Linked DNA regions of Pan troglodytes: region 2 is linked to region 1. A link is a contact called in public HiChIP or PLAC-seq data. All regions are on one chromosome and are shown on one strand. Each heading gives the region's core, a stretch centred on a gene start, on an enhancer-like site or on the middle of the called end of the contact. The rest is flanking DNA. Distances are from core to core; before and after follow the strand shown. Region 1 holds the start of GTDC1 (glycosyltransferase like domain containing 1). Region 2 holds the start of ZEB2 (zinc finger E-box binding homeobox 2).

What was found. HiChIP or PLAC-seq counts read pairs in DNA pulled down with a chosen protein or histone mark.
Region 2: an H3K4me3 HiChIP or PLAC-seq map of stem cell-derived excitatory neurons shows a contact between it and region 1, with 5 times the contacts expected there. The contact joins the promoter of ZEB2 here to the promoter of GTDC1 in region 1. A contact is called at or near these places in 2 of 7 Hi-C or Micro-C datasets (induced pluripotent stem cells and stem cell-derived neural progenitor cells), 1 of 1 datasets of contacts at active chromatin or transcription factors (stem cell-derived excitatory neurons) and 1 of 1 other capture datasets (stem cell-derived neural stem cells).

What each region holds. Positions count from the first base shown.
Region 1 is chr13:46,374,600-46,377,258 of NHGRI_mPanTro3-v2.0_pri, forward strand. It overlaps GTDC1 (glycosyltransferase like domain containing 1), which reads right to left and starts at 1,338. Exons shown (of 13, transcript XM_063790448.1): 1 at 1,224-1,338.
Region 2 is chr13:46,562,276-46,564,934 of NHGRI_mPanTro3-v2.0_pri, forward strand. ZEB2 (zinc finger E-box binding homeobox 2) reads right to left here and starts at 1,302. Exons shown (of 10, transcript XM_001158120.6): 1 at 1,178-1,302. LOC134807980 (a long non-coding RNA gene) reads left to right here. Exons shown (of 3, transcript XR_010149743.1): 2 at 1-1,349; 3 at 1,454-1,537.

The DNA of each region.
Region 1 (2,659 bases), core at 88-2,587:
GAACGCACTAATTAAAATTCAATATTTCACTTGGTATGTGGGTTCCTACATGAAACTCCTGTCATGGTTAAAGCTTAAGGTTAAACAGGTTAATAGAAGCCAATAGAATGGCTCTATTGAATTGTACTGAACTTCTTTTTCAGCAGCTCCTTTACCTAACCACTATTTTAAGCTTTAAAATCAACTTCAGGGGTAGGCACCAAATAACCAAGTGAGCCACGGCAGCCGGGGCTGCAAACTGAAATCCATCTCGTATGGAAAATCATCATCAACTCACGTTTTCCATTTCAAACTGCGATACAGGTGGAAGAAAAGCTGTAAAAGCCTTCTCTTTGAAACTCCCATCACACGGCCTCAAGGCATTAACGTAAGAATCTCAAGATAACCTAAAGCAGCACAGTTGTCAGAAGACTCTAGAAGTTGTATGTGCGAGAGAAGGCAAAAAAACTACTTCGGGACTAAAGGTTAAATTTCGCTGTTGCATTCCCAAGACTTAAATTCAGAGAATCTTTCCACCTGGACAGAATGGGATTGTCTGGATCCCGATGAAAATGGGAAGTTATGTGCTTAATCCTCAGACGAGGGATTCCGGGGTGGGGGGCACAGTGAGGGTCTTCACACTCGGCTGGCAGAGGGGAGTGGGGCGCTGGGGAGGTCTGGTAACTGAGGGCGACTAGGAGCCAGAAGCGAAGCTTTCCCTCAGGAAGGCCTGGGGCTCGCACTGCAAGGGGCCAAGCGCCGGGCAGCCTGGTGGTCGGCGAAGCACCCCAGCCAACTCAGGCCAACCCGGACGCCCGGCCTCCCTTCTCCCGCGCGAGGGCGACGTGCCCCCACCCGTCCTCTCAGCCTGCGCGAGGAAGAAGCGGAGCGCCGGGCTGCAGAAAACCAGCACGCACGACGTGTAGGCACCAAAAAAACGCAATTCGAACACGACCAGTTTGCAGAAGGCACAAAATGCCACGGCCTGGACGCCCCATTCCGAGCGCGGTGCGGACGGCGGCGCAGGGAGCGCAGCGCGTGCGCCCGGGAAGCGCGCGGCTCTCAGCTCCGCCTCCCCCACACCCCCCGCCCCCGGCTCCCCGCGCCGCAGCCGCCGCTGCTGCCCCTCTGGGATCTCCGCGCAGCGCGGCCCCGCGAGGCGGGCGCCGGGGAGGGGAGGGGAGGGGCCGCGCTCCCCGCCTCCCCGCCGGCCCGCGCGGCTCCCCAGCCCGGAGCCTACTCACCTCCTCCTCCTCCTCCTCCTTGTCTCTCCCTCCTGGCCACCGGCGCGGCCCAGCCGGCGACGCGCTGACGCCGTGCCCCTCCCCCGCGGCCGCCGCGGATGCCGCCGCCCCTCCCGGCCCGCGGCCGCCTCGGCCTCCGGGCACGTCAGGCGCTGGTCCCGCCCCTCGGCCCGCCCGCGCAATCGAGGCTCCGCCTCTCTGCGCCGCCCGGACTCCGCTGGCGCGAGGTCCCTGAGTCAGCGGCCGCTCCCGCCCGCGCGAGTCGCTCCGCCCCAGCCAGCGGGCTCGGCTCCTCGCACCTGCCCACTGTCCCCCGGCCTCGCACTGCTCCCCACCTCCCTGTGCGCCCTTTCCCATCTCGTCAGCACCCTGTCCGCCCCTTCAGCTTTTTCGTACTCTTTCCCCAACCTCCTAGTCCTGTTCTAAGCTCGCATAGTCACCTTCTCTTTCCTTCTGGAAGGTCTGTGCTGTTCATTAGGTCGACCTCGGATTCCCCCTGCAGTTTTCCAGCCGGCCCGTTGCATCTCCTTTCCTGGTCCACTCCCCGGCCTACTAGAGCCTCAGGGCCCCTGTGTGGGTTCCTGGCTCCCTTGCCGACACCTCTACCTGCTCTGCAGCCCGGAGCTCCTCCACAGCTGCTTTGCCAATGCCTCTTAATATCCCTCCTTCTGGACCTCCTCGATTCCCTCCTGGCAAGGCTCATGCTTTCCTTTATCTCCATTTTTCCCGTCCTTTCGGTTCTGACTACTCCACACACTTCTGATGCAGTTTGAGTATTCAATAATTGCATATTCGCGGTCCCATTTACACGAGGAGAGTCACATTGAGTAATTAAAAATCACAAAGCAAAGCGACAGCAGTGGAGACCATCATTTGACTTGCATAGTTCCATCTATATTTTCCTTGTGCAATAATATTCTCATTGCCACTTGAATTTCAAGGAATGGGATTTTCTGTTGGGGCTTAAAATTCACAAATGTTGGATGTTTTTTCGCTGCGACCTAATTTCACTTTAGCTCTTTTATTTATAGACTACATAGTAGAAAGAGTACCAGGAAGTCCCAGGTGTTCTTGACTGTAAAGTGAGGAATGTGTCCCTTCTTTAAATTCCTTTATGAAGTAAAGGATCCTTTCTAAAGTAAAGGATTTTGTATCTGGAAGGAGGTTGTAGGTTAAATGACTCTGGTGAAGGCAAAACATGCAAATATAACTGGATGTCTGGTTTATTAAGTAACTTCATTTTTAAAACTGCAACTCGGAAGAGTTAGGCTGTGATGCGAAAATGAGTTAGGAAACATACCAAAATAAAGGAAATCGATTAGGTCTTTGTACTTATATCCACAAGTTGCTTTAAGTTATGTGAGTAAACATTCTTATCCTTAAATTGAAGCGTCGAAACTATCTTCCGTTCTAAACAAAATCCAGCTCTGTGTGGA
Region 2 (2,659 bases), core at 52-2,551, 190 kb after region 1:
TAAAGAAATGGTCACACAAGTGTCTGGGATGAAACAGCTGGCCTGTCTATATTCATCCTGAGACACACGACTGCATATAAATACATGTTTAATAAAGTAAGTTGCTAGTTTTATGGGCATGTGTGTGTGTGAGAGAGAGAGACAGGGCATTTGTGCTGTAAACTTTATCTTTGCCTGTTACTCCTAAGTCTGGAGTTAGTAATCTTGCCTTCATCATTACAGGGGGAGCATGTAAAATATATCAGTAGGTGGGAGATAAACACATTCATGTTAGCCGGGCTCATCACTGTTCCTGGGAACTCCTGCTATCTCTCTCTCGACTTTTCAGTGCCAAAGTATGGAATGGGATATATGTGCGTATGTGTCTTCTATTAAATCCATGTCTATATTACTTTGCCACTAAAAATACAATTTTAAAAGTTATCCTAATTTAAAACCCTGATATCCTGACAGCAGTTTTCTTCCCAGCTGTAGTGCCCCCCCCCCCCTCCACTTTGGTAAACGACTCAAGTTCCATGAGGACTTTCACTTCTTTATTTATAATCACAGAAGTGAGGTGTTACTTCACACACATACACACACAAAGAATGAAATAAAGAAATGAAACTCGCTAAGCAGACAAAAACAGACAACTTTCTGCTTAGAAAACAGCCTTCTCGGTGGGAGAGGATGAACTGCCATGTCTAAGAGAAAGACTTGCCCCCGAATTTGTAGGTCTGTAACTGACCAAGTTTTGTAATTATTAACAGGTATTTGCCAAGTCCTAATTGCTGAATATAATGAATTGGAACTAGACACGAAAATAGAGCAGGACCTCTCCCCTTGATGAGTTTTTATTCCAGCCATATAATTCTCAATAAAACTTTTCCTGGGCTGGATAGCAAAGGACACCTTTGGTTACCTGAATGGACAGGTACAGGGGAAATTATTTGGGGGAGGGAAAAAGGAGAGAAAAGCAAGGAGAGAGAGTGTGAGTGTAAGAGAAAGCGAAGAAGCCACTCTTGAGAAAAGCTTGCCATAAAGGAGCTAAACCCACCTGAAATTCCTACCCACGGACACCCCTTCTCACTTCAGACTCACATCCCCACTCAAAATGAGAAAATTAGAAAAGGAGGATGGAGGACGAGCACACCAAAAAGGGATAAAAAGAGAGAAAAGGGGAGGAAAAAAAACCTACCTGCGAAGTCTTGTTTGTAGTTTTGGCCAGAAATGGTGAGAAGAAAAAGCATGAAGAAGCCGCGAAGTGTGGGGGAGAAAAAGGTGGAAGCGAAGAAACAGCTCCCGGAGCAAACTGTACAAAAACCTCGCCAAGAGTGTCGGGAGGCAGGACCGTTATTCCTGCAGAGCAGGTTAGAACTGATCTCTTTCGGCCACTCCAGGAAACACAAACCTGGGGACGGACTGACGTGTTACGCCTCTTCTAATGACATTTTTTTCTTTTTCTTTTCTGTAGGAGAGAGACGAGAGACCCTGAAACACGCGCCACCTATCTTTGTGGGGAGGGATAATTGAAGCGCCCTGAGCGTGAGCATCATGTGAAAACGTGATCGCCAAGTTTCTCTCTGGGAAAGGATCTGGGATAGATTATACCTTGAAGTCTCCGCAAACGCTTTAGTGGAAGAAATGAAATTCCACCTCCCTCCCTTCCTCCTCTCCCTCCCTTTCGCCTTCGCCTCCTTCCCCCCTCCCTCCCTTCTCCCCCCCTCCACCCCCCCCTCCCCGCCCGTCAAGCCTTTGGCATCATTATCCTCATCACTAAATCCTACAGAGTACAGGGCGGAAAACGGTGCACACCATTCACAGAACTGGAGAACTCCAAGGGGCGAAAGTTAAAGGGAAAGATCCTGGGTCCTCAATCCAGATAGTCTCTTCTTATACAGATATCTCTAATGACCAGATTTGAGATGCACATCAAATTGTGTAGGTATCTCAGTACAGCTTCTGGAACAAAGTTCTCTGCCCTTTCTCTTATTATTATTTTTTTCTTTTTAGGTACCAGAGCCAGAAAAAAATTGCTGCATGGGAGCTGCATCTTAGGGCATGTGTATTAGGGTGTGTGCATGATGAATTTCTGGACTGGATCCCAATATTAAAAAGTAGTTTGGCATTTTAATAAAGGGTCTCTAAGTAAATTAACATAGAACACTCGGTTGGCCGATCTCTGAATCTCTCTACACCTCGGGGAGACCTCACTACAAAGTAAGGGAGAGTGTGTAGGGAGGCAGGAGGAGAAACGAGAAAGGCCATAGAGAAACTTAGCAGGGAAGGGAGAGCATGATATTAAACGGCATGGGGTCTAAGTTTTGGAGTATATATTTTTTGATATTACAATTAAAGTAAAATTAAAAAGAAAAGACTCCACCTTTGCTCTGAAGGGATTGGTTATGCAAATATGGAAGGGATTTCCTGGAGAATACAGCTTTCTACTGTATGGTTAATTAAATAATCACTCAAAAGCTTCCAACGTGACGCTTCTGTCGTAATCCAATCAGGTTACATAGGTCCTAAACAAGAAAGATATTTTCCACATCTGGAAGTCAGCAATTTAGCAAGTACTGCACATTATTAACCAATTCAGAGCCCACTTCCCAGGGGAATTTTTTTGAAGTTTAAGTGTTCTTAACCAATGCTCTGCTGTTTTGTTAATCAAAAAGCTGGT